2 separate regions of the Manis pentadactyla genome follow, and region 2 is linked to region 1. Evidence: chromatin contacts called from public Hi-C data. All regions are on one chromosome and are shown on one strand. Each heading gives the region's core, a stretch centred on a gene start, on an enhancer-like site or on the middle of the called end of the contact. The rest is flanking DNA. Distances are from core to core; before and after follow the strand shown.

What was found. A called contact is a pair of places that touch in the nucleus more often than the background predicts.
Region 2: a contact with region 1 is called in a Hi-C map of blood, with 5 times the contacts expected there. The contact joins the promoter of MXD1 here to the promoter of SNRPG in region 1. A contact is called at or near these places in 3 of 3 Hi-C or Micro-C datasets (blood, fibroblasts and skin fibroblasts).

Annotation. Positions count from the first base shown.
Region 1 is chr2:176,464,382-176,471,631 of mManPen7.hap1, forward strand. It overlaps SNRPG (small nuclear ribonucleoprotein polypeptide G), which reads left to right and starts at 2,959. Exons shown (of 4, transcript XM_036908301.2): 1 at 2,959-3,093; 2 at 6,217-6,239; 3 at 6,906-7,030. The coding sequence starts at 3,062. It overlaps FAM136A (family with sequence similarity 136 member A), which reads left to right. Exons shown (of 3, transcript XM_036908303.2): 3 at 356-1,855. The coding sequence ends at 544.
Region 2 is chr2:176,766,439-176,773,688 of mManPen7.hap1, forward strand. MXD1 (MAX dimerization protein 1) reads right to left here and starts at 4,754. Exons shown (of 5, transcript XM_057497108.1): 1 at 4,425-4,754; 2 at 3,560-3,659. The coding sequence starts at 4,497.

The DNA.
Region 1 (7,250 bases), core at 1,709-4,208:
ATGCTCAATAAATATTTGTTGAAGTGAGTATTTTTTTGTTGTAAGGACAGACATGAAAGAATCAAAGTGTTTGACTTTCTGTAGTTGAGTAACAGAAGCCTTACTTACATTTCACTTCCTGAAAAGGGCTTTTGTACAATTTATTCTGTCATTTACAGCTTTCTACTAATGTATTGTTTGGGCCTCCCTATGCCAGCCTCTGTTTCAATCAGAATAATCTTGGTTAATTGCACTGTTGTGTCCCTTTAATATATGTCAATCCAAAATATGTAGCAAAGGGCCTTATCATGTGATAAGCACTCAGTAAATGAATCTATCCTCTCAGCCTTCTCAGCCCTCTTCCTTCTTGCCACAGGACCGCCTGGCCCGGTGCACCATGCATTGCAACGACAAGGCCAAAGATTCGATAGATATGGGGAGTAAAGAGCTTCAGGTGAAGCAGGAGCTGGAGAGTTGTGTGACCAAGTGTGTGGATGACCACATACATCTCATCCCAACCATGACCAAGAAGATGAAGGAGTCTCTCTTGTCCATTGGAAAATAGAAGTCTTTGCCCTTGGCCATGAGGGCTGAGGGCAAGAATCTATTTAAAAAAAGGAGTGGGAATTTTGGTCTTTTAAGCAAAGTTTATGAGTGAAGAAATTAAGAATGGCAGCAAGTTTAAGACATATGTTACTTGCCTCTGGACACTGGTTCCTTTACGTTTCAGCCCTAGAAAGTGAAGTGGAAAAAAAACTGGTGCTAAAATTTGGGTCAGAGAGATCACAGGAGAGTTTTTGATAGCCTAAATTTCATGTGGCAAGTACTTTCCTGGCAGTAGACATCTCCCTTGTACCAAGACAGAACTCTCCAATGCACCAGATTCTTAATAGTACACAGGTACCAACAGCCTGGCAGTTTCCTGTCATCTGCCTGTTATCTGGTAGAGTGTGAGGAGAAATGTTTCTGTTTGTTGCCAACCTCCTGTTTACTAGAAGGGTCACCACGCCATTTTCCATAAATTGTAAAACAAAATCCATGAGAGCACTAATTTAGAAGGGAAGAATGGTTTCTGGGCCTTTGCTTTGCTTGATTTTGTTTTATAGACAAGGGAATAGGGTTGACTTAGGATATGGAGTTGGGAGAGGTAGTTGGGATAAGATCTCTGAAAGGTTTCTTAGGGATATCCGTTTGTGGCAGTCAGGATGTGGATATGCATTTCTTGAAATACTCATACATATTTCAGCCTGGACACCCTGCAAAAACATGAGAGGCAATGTCACACTGGGTGTGGGAAAAGCAGACCTTTTCTCACTGGCAGCCATGATGGGCCCTGAGGCTATCCGCAGCTAGTAACAAGACGATCTTGCAATAACACTCTCTTGAAGGGAAAGGATGTTTTCATTGTACTATATACCGGTATCCAGGAATGACCAACGAAAGAGGCACTGTTGGCTGCTTAAGAGTTACAAAGTACTGGATTTGGGAAAACTGGGTTTTCATAGAACAGAATGGGATGAAATAAACCCAGTCAGTATTACTGCCTCCTGAAATAACAGAGCCCTATTGATATAGTCCCTGGGCAACAGGAAGGTCAAGGGAGAAAATGTAAGCGACTCAGGGGCAAGCTGTGACTCCTTTAGAGCAAAAAAGGGGCAGTCCCCCAGTACCAAATACTGCTTTTGCCTGGGGCCTTTGCAACAATCAGTGTTCCTGCCCCAGCTTTGGTACCTTAATCATTTTTATAAGGACCTAGTTGTTGTTTTACCAACTTACTACTTGAAATTATAATAGAGCCTGTCTGTGCTGTTTGGGGGCTGTGATATATTTTCCTACTTGTTCAATTTTAAAAAATAAAGTTTAATTTTTCCTCCAGTATTGTGTTTCTTCCCTTTTATCTGGGCAGTGAATATATAACTTTATTAGGATGCTTTTCTTTGTAATATGTGAAGTAAGTTTCTTAAGAGGTCCAGAAGAGTGAATATAGTGTTATGGTTGGGATACAGGACTGATCCAATGTAAATGGGGGAAACTTTGAGAACAGGCTAGGGCACTACGTCTTGAAGTCCATCAGTGTAAACAGAAACTATAAGGCTAGAATTGAGTACTCATGTCAGGTCCTAGCTTCAGGTAAACAGTAATAGCAAATGGTGGAAAGGTACACAGTTATGACCCCTCTAGAGAAAATGCAACATCTAGGATTTTGAGTACCAGAAGTACAGACTGTATGAGTTTGTCTTTATTACCATGGGTATTTAAGTATAGCCATTACTGAACGTTAGTAATAAATTGAACTTCTGAGAACCGTCCCCTACTTAGAATCACCAGGATTTCTCTATTTTGGCCAACTCTTCCGTAATCCCTATTTCATAGTAAATTCTCCTATTTTGGGTGATTTAACTGAGAACAAGTTGACGACCGATTTTCACAATGCTCTTGACTTGAAAATGAGTACCACGTATTAGCGTTTGTGTGCTGCAGTTAACATTTTACATATAAGGCAAGGTACGTTAAGTGGGGGTTCTTCTGGAAGCAGTGTTAGAATTGCAGGAGCATCGGTTGGAAATACACTTCCGCGCTCTAGATTAAAATTCTTAAGACTGGCCCCGTCACCCTGCTCTTCTGTTGCAGAGGTCACTAAGATGTTGCTGGAACACTAGGCTTAGCATGACAATATACTGTGAAAATACATGCCCAAGAAATAGAGGCCCACTCCTGAGATTTCTGTTTGGTCTATGTGAAGAAGATAACCGATGCGATCCACAAAGATAAGTGATTGACTGGTGTAGACCAGAGGTTTTATAGAACGCACACTTAACAGAACACTCAGAATTAAGGAAAACGCCCTGAGGCCCCACCCGCTTCATCCTAGCCAGTCGCGGGCAACGCAACCGGAAGCTAGAGCTGATCGACTCCATCAGGCTTCCCCTAAGTATCGCGAGGTGAAAATGTGAAAGCTTCCAGCAACCGATTGGCTAATGGGATCGTTGACGTCAGACGCAAAACGCCAGGCCTACCGCGGGAGCGTGAAGTGGGCTGCGAATTCGTTTGGAGGAATCCTTGAGCTCGCGGTGTGGGCGCCATGAGCAAAGCTCACCCTCCCGAATTGAAAAAGTAAGTATATGTGAGGACCGCGCTTAAGTGGCAGCTTCTTAGCGTGCTTAGAGTTTCTTAGGTCCTCCTCCATTTCCCATCAGTGCGCCTGGCACCCTTACTCCCGCCCGAGGCCGCCGAGATACCGGCCAGGGTTCCGCGCTTCCGCGCCTGCAGTTCGCGCAAATGTCTCTTCAGGGCCTGGTCGGCATGGTTACCAAAGCTGGCGAAGGCGCCTCCATTCTGCAGACTCGCCTCTCTGGCTCGAGTTTCTGGCCCACGTCTTCTTAGTACACTCCCTCGTGCTCTCTCCCTCGTTACTTGGAGATCTCGAATGCCATCCTTTTGTTGAGCATCTTTAATAGCATTAAGTTGTAGATAAGTGACTGGAGAGTAATTATGTAAGGAGGTGCGTGGAATGAAAATGCTTAGTAGTATATGAGGAATCAAAATCTACCTTAACCAAAACCCACGTTTGTAGCTGTTTCTTCGAACTTTAATTTAGTAATCCCATTCCTTTTTCTTGCTTGCTTGTACTTGTTAAACTGTAATGTCATGTGAAACCTTGTTCTGTTAACAGAGATGTGTGAGAACATTCATTTTTCTAATTAGAGGATAGGTTGGTCGCTTTTTCGATACCCAATAAAATCATCTCTAAAGTAGGATATTCCTACGTTAGACAGTGACCGATTTAAATGTTCAACCTCCTCAAAAACTCTTGACTGAACTTAACATGTACCATGTTTCCAAAGTACTTCTCTTTCTTGTATTTACCATGTAATGCTAGAATTCTGCATGTAGTGGTTGTTGGTTAGCACAAATTATGCAGAATTGATCCAGGGATCAATTTGTGTGGCAGCCACCTGGGCACCTTGTTTATAGTTCATTTATTACTAGCTCCATAAAGAAGTAAAAAACTTTCGAAAAATCTCATTTAATAATTCTGCATGTAAGTGCCTGTTTGTATCAAAGCCATCTTTTGGGTTAAAAACTATATTTGAATCTGTTAAAGACAATTATTAAATCATAAGCCTGACATTAAGAAAAATATAAATTATTGTGAAAATGCAGGTCTAAAAGATATTCTTTGATTGGTGATCTTGGCAAAATCTTGTGTCCTCTGGATTCATCAGGAACTGGTGAAATGGTTAATTCTTTTTTAGCAAAAGGACCAGGCTGTACTTGTAATTTCAGATTTCCTTTCTGATTTTTAACAGATACTTGAGAATTTCAGAGGATGAAACTAGTTTTAATACCTTTCTCTTCTCATACCTAGATTTCATGAATTAGGAAATCCTGTCAGAAAGTCAAAATGACTTTGAAAATGTTTCTTCCTTTACTTTCTCACACATGCCATCTTTTACACTTTTATACCCTCCTCGTGGTTTCGCATAACTGATTCTTCACTGGTGAGTGGGGAGTCTGATTGTATCAGCATGGGGTGGGTAGAGGCCAGGGGTACTGCAAAATACCCTACAGTACACTGGACATCCCTCAACAACAATCATCTGGCCACATAGGTCAGTATGGTGAAGTTGAGGTAACCTGGCCTAACCGCATTTTCCCTCACACCTCTTTAAAAAATCACTGCCAAGTAGTCTTGGCAATAACTGGCTCTGCCTTAATAACTTAACCACTGCATTAATACAGTACAGACTTCTTCACCCAGCATCCAAGCTCCTCCATCTGAAATCCAAGCACCAAATATTACACACACATGTATTTGAATGCCCTCTTCTCCATCCAAACGAAACTGTTTGCCCAAACTTTCTCACCTGCTATGTGACCGTGGACAATTTTACTTAACTTTTTCTAAGCCTCAGTTCCCCATCTTGTGAAATGGTGGTGATAATCGTATGTAGCTTTAAAGTTGTCATAAGGATTAAATAAGCTCGTATGTTATATTTGCTTTCGTTTAATATATTAGAATAGGTTATTTAATACATCATACTATATATTTTTATTTGTAAATGTATCTTGCATCTTCTGTCAGGCTCCATGTCTTAGTTATCTTTGAATTCTCGTATGATGTGTTGTACACTAAAGTGGAATGAAACTTTCGGTTTTCTAGCCTAGAACTGGAAGAGGTAAAAAGTGGTTTGACTTAATTGCTTAGTATTCATACCGCCTTGCTGAGATGGCATTTTCTTTTTTAATTCAAATTGTTAAAGCTTCAAAATATGCAGTTATTTTACTAAAATATACTTAGGTATTGAAGAATATCCTGAACATTTAAGATGGATGCTTAATTTTTTTTTTCTTTTCAAATCAGATACTTTCTATTTGGGTAAATTCTCAAAAGTAGAATTACTGGGTCATATAATATTTCTATTTCTAGGTTTTTGAGTAACCTATACTGCTTGCCACAGTGGCTGGACCAATTTACATCACCACCAAATGTGTAGGAGGGCTCCCTTTTCTCCACATCCTCACCAACACTTGTTATTTCTTGTGTTTAGATGGTGGGCATTCTGACTGGTGTGAAGTGATAATCTCATTTTGATTTTGATTTGCATTTCCCCGATGATTAGGGATGTGGAGCATCTTTTCATGTGCCTGTTGGCCATCTATGTGTTTTCCTTGGAAAACTGGTCCTCTGTCCATTTTGTAACGAAATTATTTGTTTTTTTGGTGTTGAGGCATATGAGTTCTTTACATATTTTGGGTATTAGCCCCACTTAATATTTAATAAAACACTACTGTCTCAATTATAAAATAAAATACCTATTGAATTGGGTGTGGTTTGATTACCTCCTGGTTTCTTAACAGCTTTGTTTGGTTTTGGAAATAACCAAATCTTTTTCTCTTTTGGCTATAAAATCCAGTCATTGAAAATTAGGCCAATATTGAACAAGAATGTATTTGTAATTCACATTAGTATAAAGACTTGATTTAATGTATATTAATATTTTAGATCCATTCCTTTTATTATCTTGCCCTTCCCAAATTACAGTGCTTTGTGTAAGTACTGACTGAGGTGGCCCATTACTCCCTCATCTTTTACAGCAGCAACATAGGCTTTTACTGTTTGAAATTTTATTCCTACTATGTAAATTTTAGCAAATTATATTGATTATACCTACTTTTGTTCTTTTTTATGCTAAAGTTTTTAAGATCAGTTATGTCTCCTTTTTATTTTTTCAGATTTATGGACAAAAAGTTATCATGTAAGTTATTTTTGTTTTGTTTTTTAATTACTCACTTGCTTTTTGTATGTGTCTTGGCAGTATATAATGTTTGGAGCAATTTACAGACGTTCAAAGCACACAGAGTCTCTAATTCACATCCATTAATCAGGTTTACTTAAAATCCTAACTAAATCCTAATTTACCTAATTTCTGATATTTAATCAATTTCATAGTACTTCAGACTTCTCATTGTTTCATATAAGCCCTACCTTCCCCATTTTGACAGGATTAACAGGATTTTCCTATTTTGTAATATTTGAAAATTTACCATCCTTTTTTCCTTTAATCAAAAGACAGACATGGATGAAAAATCTGACCTGTACAGTACTTAATATACATAAGGGTTAAAACGGGCTTCAGAGGCAAAACAGCCTTCAGTTTGAAACCCAGCTCTACCACACACTAACTATATAACCTTGAACCAGTTACTTAAGTTCCCTCATAAAGAGTTAGGATAATACTACTTTTTAAGATTCTGGTTAAATTTAAATGTGAAAAATATATATGAAATGTTTAGCCCAGTCCTTGGCACATAGTAAGGATAGCGGATTATGTATCTCAAAATACCTGGATTTTATACCGACTAATATTTAACGAATAGCTGATAATGATCACTTTCATTAAAACTTTCTTCCCTCTTTATAGTGAAATTAAATGGTGGCAGACATGTCCAAGGAATATTGAGGGGATTTGATCCCTTTATGAATCTTGTGATAGATGAATGTGTGGAGATGGCAACTAGTGGGCAACAGAACAATATTGGAATGGTGGTAAGTAAAGACAACAAGATTTCTATAGAGATTTCATTTAAGCGTTAACTTCCATTCAGTCAAACTCTTGGATTAAATAGAAGTTAGGCAAATTACAGGCAAGATTAGACTTTCTATCTTCCTTTTAGTTTAACATGTGGCAGTCACTCAACTGTTAGTTGATACGAATCATACGTAGAATCCTCTTTGGAAGTACTTTTTCAGCTGTATTCTCCAATAG
Region 2 (7,250 bases), core at 3,504-6,003, 300 kb after region 1:
CTGAATCTTGACCTTTCTTATGGTAAATCTCTGGAATCTAACTGGTTCAGGAGATTATGCCTTTGCTCAGGTCATGAATACTCTGGGGCCATAATGAGAACCTTCCTGGACCTAGAAGAGAGAGTCTCAGTCATCATGGAGGAACATGACTTCCATGAATGTGTGTGTAATGGGAGATTTCCTTCTCTTCCACAAAGCTCTTGAGCTACCAATTTTTATTCACAAGGAAGAACAAGAAAGTAATGGCAGTATTTTAAGTTTTAGAATATCTGTTTTCTAGATAAAGGATATGTAGACCTTAAAATTGGTTACCTTAAAACATTTAAATTGATGTATTTGGTTATCCCTCAGCCCTCTTCAGTTACATTTTCTGAAGATTTACTTCCTGCAATGGCCAGCAGCGAATCAGTTAACAAGAACCAGGCCTGCATTGCAAACCTTTGGCTTTAAAGCACGTGGCATTTTAGTTTTAACAGAGACTAACAAGTTCAAAGTCTGACAGATTTTTTAAATGCATGAAAGTATATGACAACAGCTGGTCAGGATTTCCCTGCTTAATCGTTGACAAGGGCCATCATTGGGAGGTGGTGGAAGAGAGGATAGGTATTTGAAAAGAACATGGTCTCTGATTGTAGAAAATAACAGCACACAGGACATTGTTACAAAAACTTCTGGATTCTTTGAAGATACATATGAAAAATTCTGAATCCCCAAAAGAAGCTTTTTAACAAATTCCATAGGAAATGGCTTCCAAACTTTGAACAGAATTTTAGGAACTACAGATTTTATCTGTTTACTTAAAAGAGCTGAACACATTGTGATTTTTCCAAGGGGAGTCATACTTACTGGCTAGGGCATTACTGAAGTATATTCAGTTTACTGAAACTGAGTCTGCTTTAATAAAAAGTAGGCTTTTCAAAAAATGATCAAAGATTGACTGCCAACTCTGTTGATGCGTAAACCATATATTTTTCATTAAAGAAATCCATGTGATTATTGAAAAGATTTGGTAACTCTGGAATCACTGTTAAAGATTCAGTGTCACCATCTAAAAAATATACTCTTAACATTAAGGTAACTAAGGCAAACTATAGAGTATCTGAGAAAAGGAAAAGTCTTTGGGTTCAAAAAGACTCCCTATGTGAGGTCAGCTATATAGCTACTGTCTAATGAAAGAACTAGGTGGCAAGTCCTGAACTTCCACTTTCATAAGTGCCAAAGCCTGCTTTACCAACTTAACAAAACATACACTTAAAAACTCTGGATTTCAATTCTAAGTATTTACTAACCGATTTTAAAAATCAGTAGGAAAGAAAAAAAGGTTCCATCTCTCTGTTTTCTAGTAGTTTTCTGGATGACTCCAAAATAATCAACAGTCACATTTTCATTTGTTTTTGTTGTTTTTTTTAAACTAGAGAAACTTGATTAAGATCTGCATTTTCACTTCCCAGGAAGTTTACTATGTGACTCTTTTTTTAAATGTCCAAGGAAAAGTAACCCCCTGATTCTACAAAGAGCACAGCATTTCAATCTGAATTAACAAGAATAAACTGTTACCCACTGGTTATGTAAACCAGCAGTAATCTCTCCACAGTCTTTACCTCAGTTCAAAATCCTGACCATACATGGCCTTGGATGTAAGTCTAATTCAAATCAAGGGGTCAAACTGCCTTCTCTGGGGAGATCTCTCACTGCCCAGGTAAGGGTCATTCCAAACAGCTCATGAAGGAAATGATCACATTTACAAAACAACCTGCTCTTGCTTCATCTGTTTGCTTGGTGCCATCTCCAGGTTTAACCATGGTCTCTCAGAGATCCCTGCACCACTGAAGTTGTTACAATAATATACTATTAGTTCAGAACATGGACAACATGATAGCCTCCTGTCTCTAACCATGGAAAGCAATCCAAACCCATGAACAGAAGTAACACAGTTTTTCCAAAAATCAGCCATTTTTCAGAAATAATGTTGGATATTAAAGAGAAGATAATCTTTTCTTGGCTTGAAATGCTCAACTATTATTTTTCCTTCCTAATCACCTTTTGGGACCAAGCTACTTCTCTTCAACATCCCCTTTTTTCCTCTTTCCACAACTGAACATCCCCCCACCAACTTTCCTGTGAAACTTGGGAAAAAGTAAAGTGCCAAGGATAAAGCTTTGACTATTAATGTGGACAATTCCCCACAAACCATGAGGAGACAAGAATAAAAGCAACAAATGGACTACATTTTTCCAGAAAAGTAAACCAAACCTTTTCAAAGTTCTTATATATAAAACTTTAAAAACCAATACTGTAACAAAACACAACACAGCTAAGTTATTTTATACCATTGCATAATACAAGTGATTATTCATATCTTTCTTATGAATGGGTGCCTTAGTACCCATGCACACTTATTGGCTACCACCTTCAGGTTAATGCTAAAGATGGGAGAGGCAAAACCACCAGGTAGTTAATTACCAGGTTCATCCTTCACGTGCCTTCCATGCCTTCCTATTCAAGAGGTACTCACATCCTGTGGTTCTACCAACACTAAGGACAATGGGGTGAATCAAGGACAGAAGTGGCAGCAAGAACAAATTGAGTTTTAGGCTCAAGTGGGAACCTTCTGGCTTCTAGTGGTCTGTATTGTGCCACAAAGCTGAACAGATAATAGTTACATGCAGGGAGTTATTCATGAGGATGGGAGAGGGATAAGGATTCTAAATCAGTGATGAAAATATCAGTGATTTTAATTTATTGGAATGAAAGGTATAATTCAAAAAGATCTCATAAAACAGGCTTCCTAGTTAACTTATTTTAAGGGAAAAAAGGGGCAATAGCATTAATGGGGTACTTACATGTACCAGGGACTATGTTCATGGCTTTAATATGTGATTTCATTGACCATGAACCAAATACTTTCCAGTGAGATTCAGAGATTTAAAAAACTATGAGGCTAACATAAAAAGGTGGTGGTATACTAGTATATTAATGTTATATACTCTTCTATCACCAAAAAGGTAGGTTTTAACCTTAATCATTCCTCTTTGCCATTATACACAGATGTGAAAAATTCATCAGATAAACCACTGAATTTGTATGTCAATATGAAATCCTACCACCTATGTCAAGTCAGATACTGTAACGTTTATAAAATCTTCACTATGAAAAATCAAGAGAAATAATGTCCAGCTTTTTCAATATATAGAAAACAATTAAACTTTCAATTATAGAAAAAGAATCTGCAACTTTTGAAGGCAAAATACTGTCAGTGTTGCTGATCTCACTGGAAGTTTTCATAGAGTTTTGTTTCAAAAGGGAAGAAAACCACAATTAAATTTTTTAGAAAGTTCATAAAGAAATATCAAACATTTCCATTTCTCTCTTTTCTTCAGTTCCCTAACCCCAAACAGAAGGGCTGCTTCCTCAAATGGCTTAAGACCATGTATACATTACTGAATCATGATAGTCACTTAATTTACAGGGTTATAATTACAACAGGCAACTTCCATTCTGCAGTTTGTGTCATTTGCAGTATAATCTAAAAGAGAAAGAGAAATATTTACCAAATTACCTGCTACTGCTGTTATTCTTCTTGGATTTGTTCCTCCGTTTTAAGGCATCTCTGTCCTTGTTATTGTATGGTAACATGGAGGCATAACCATGTTCAGCTTCTAGAAAACCGGAGGATCCAGTTAATGAATGAGCCCAAAACACTCAATACTCTTTCCCCTACACAGTATTTCCTTTTCAAAATGTACTTATTTTTCATTAAAAGAATAATGTGAAAATAAACGGAGCAACGTGGAATTCTTAGAACAATGACTGTTTTTTAAAATTGTGCGAACACCCTCTGTTCGGAGCAGGTGTAAGGAGCATTCTAGTTGCTCATTGTTGAGAAAGACACATAAGTCGCCAAGCTCATGGAGCCTGGGTTTCCCGTTGGCAACGTCCAGCAGGTTGGTGTGTGTTAAGTGGGACCAGCTTCAGGCGAAGATGCTAGGCAAACACCGGGAGTCAGGGTCGGGGGTTGCGGGGCCGTACAGGAGAGGCGCTGCTCCTCCAGCAGGCCCACGTAGGGGCCGGCCGGGGCAAGCCCCGCTGAGGTAAACCAAGGGCCTGGCTGAGCGGTCCCCGGGCACCCCACTAGCCACGGGGTGAAGGGAAGAAGGGGTCACGCTTGGGACCTCGGTGGGCAGCGGCCCCTTTGCCACACTCATTCATTGCCTTTGGGGCAGCGGCAGCCTCCCAGCGGACCGCGCGTGGAGAGAACTGGAGAGGTTGGGAGCGCTCGCGGTCGCCCTCTTCGAGCCTCCAACCATCCCCAGAGTGGTTGGGAGCCCCGACCCGCGGCCAGGACCCTCAGAGCCCCGACCCGCGGCCAGGACCCTCAGAGCCCTGGCCGGGTCTCGGCCCGAACCCCTCCCGTCCCCGTGCACCTCTCTCCCGCCGCTCCAGGTAGTCGGCCGCCTCCAGCAGCATCTGGATGTTCATCCGAACCGCCGCCGCCATTCTGCACCGGGGGCCGGAGCCACGGGACCAACCCCCACTGCTCACGGGCTCACGAGCTCACCGCCGCCGGACACCCTCGCCCCGCTGTGGACCCCGCAGAACAGGGTTGAGAGAGCCTCTCCGGCGACCACGCTCGCAAGAAGGGGGAGGGGGCAGGTGAGCTGGGCACCACACACACCGTGACAGAACCCGGAGAAAAGCAGCAGCCGCCACCGTCGCGCAGTGTTTATCCCCGGCTCACCATCCCCCCGCCCCCAGCCCCTTCTCTTGACAGGCTCTCTTCGGCTGCGTTCCTCATTGGGTACCCCAAAGAATGCCCAGCCCCTGAGCTTGTCCGATTGGGAAAGGGCATCAGGGCCACGCCCCCTGGGGTCCGCTCCTCTCCCGGGTTGGTCACACTTGACAAGGCCCGGGCTGCACCCCCTCTTTCCAATTGGTGACAGTGCTAGCAACTCCGCCTCGTACTCCTTCCCTATTTTCCATTGGGTCTATACCGACAACCAGGCCCCTTCTATTTTGTTCCCATTGGCCAAAAGCTACAGAAAGCAAGCCACTTTGCCTGTTTCCCATTGGTGAAACCTTCTGAAACCTCCCAGCTACGATGACGTCACCTTTCTCCAGACCCAGAGAGCCCTGAGTGGCTGGGGGTCCCCGGCCCGGCTACTCCTCCCTGGATCTGGCATTGGCTACCGGGGCAGACCGGGAGTCGAGCAGCGCTGATTCACCGGCGGCCGCGGAACTCGGCTCCACCCTGCCCCGCCTGGGGCCTGTTGCCAGGACCTGTCCCAGGGGAAAAGTTGCGGGGCCCTGCTGGGCGCCTCTGAAGTGGAAGGTTGTTACCGCGCGTTGCCTGGGAGCTCTGCCCCACTCGGTTTCGGAACCAGAGTCCTCGGTCTGGCGGCCGCGGCTCAGAGGTTCCAGGCTTCCCGAGACGGGGACGGTAGAGGGATTTGAGTAAGTCTCCAGAAGGGAGAGCGGCACCAAAATCCCGGTGGGGGGCCGGCCTGGTGAGCCTTGAAGGGAAAAGCTTGGTCTCAGCGTTCTCTCTCGGAAAGCGCTGGAGTCTGGTGGCTGTAAGCGGCACTGAGCGCCTCCCACAAGGTACTCCCTACGCCCAGGTGCTGGCGTTACTCCCTCACGCGAGTGGGTTTTAAAGCTCAGAAACTTCCCGTGCCTACAGAATGACGCTCAGTCTCCCAGATTCTCTGACCTAAAGAGCTCTTCCAGGGTCTTTCCTTCCCCTTTAATTCTAGATGAAAACATTCAAGGATACTTCAAGATAGCTAAAAATGGTGTTTGTATCAATATAAATGTTTAAAGAACGAAACGTTTAAGGATTGTTCCTTAAGCCTATCAAGATTTATGAGATGAGAGCTATCTTGAGACCCAAGTTACATTATTAACATACTGACATGTCCACTTAAAAAAGTTGGAATAAAATTTTCGGTAAGTTGAGAACCTGAATATAGAAATGAATAAAGCATGAACATATTTCACAAACCTTTAAAAAAAAGTTTGCTGTTGCCAATATATGAAAACAATACCTTAGTATGTGTTAGGTAATTTGCCTACGTTATCTCTATAATCTGTAACAAAACCGCATTAGGTGTGTTAATTATCTTTATTTTACACGTGAGGAACCTGAGGCCCAGGGAAGCTGAATGACTTACCTCATCATCCATTTGGCTGGAGATGGAAGCTGAACCTAAATCTCTTCCACCCAGAGCCCACGCAACCAAGGCTCCCCTGCCAGTTGTTCTAAAAACAACAGTTAAGAAACATTTCCAGACTGAGTCACAAAACACTGATCCTCAAACACTGGGGAAAAAGGAGAAACTTGTATGTACAATTATGATGGGAAAATTTTAAATGTGTCCTTTTTAATGGTTGACAAATCCATTAAAATTAAATAAACTCAACAGAATTAGAATAAGTAAATGTAGTAACCCATGCTTTACATACAGGAAACTATTTTCTGATTTTATGGGTTAACTGAATCTAAAAGTTGATTTTTTTATGAAAACTAATAAATACATATACTGAAGATAAAAGTTGTCAACACAGAAATAAATGAAAATGGGGATATAAAAATTTTAAAGAGTATTTTAAAATTGCAGGTTATTTGTACAACATATTTGAAAATCGTAATGAAATGAATTATGTGCCAAAACATAATAGAGAAAACACTGATTTCATTTCAATTGTGGATTTTGTATACTTTTATATTTTCTCTTTAATTTTATTATGAATATTCAGCATGTCTATTTATTCTTTCTCCTACCCACAACTCTTTTTAAGACCCACTCTTAATTTCGTTATCATGATCCTTCACTTAAAACCATCCTGGCTGAAAATCACACATATAAAAAATAAAAAAAGGAAAAAGTTGTATCTGAGTCAGAAATAGCAAATTAATAATTTAAACACCAACAGGTTTATCTTAAACTCCAAATAAAAATGCTAAGTTATATAACAATCTGAAAATTAGATGAAAGAACGGACCCTTCCTGTTACTTTGTGGTAGTGAGGAGAAGTGATCCATTATCCAGCAACACCAACAAGAGGAATTAGTATCATGAACAACCTCAAAGGGCTTTTGGTGCCATCTACTGGAAATCAAGCAGTAACTATAAAACATTTGGTTTTGTTTTTCTAGAAATCATTTTACACCAATGTATACAATGACTAGTTAAAAAATCTGAAAGCACAGGTTTTGAAGAAAGAACTGAAAATCCTAAAACAAAGTACAAATG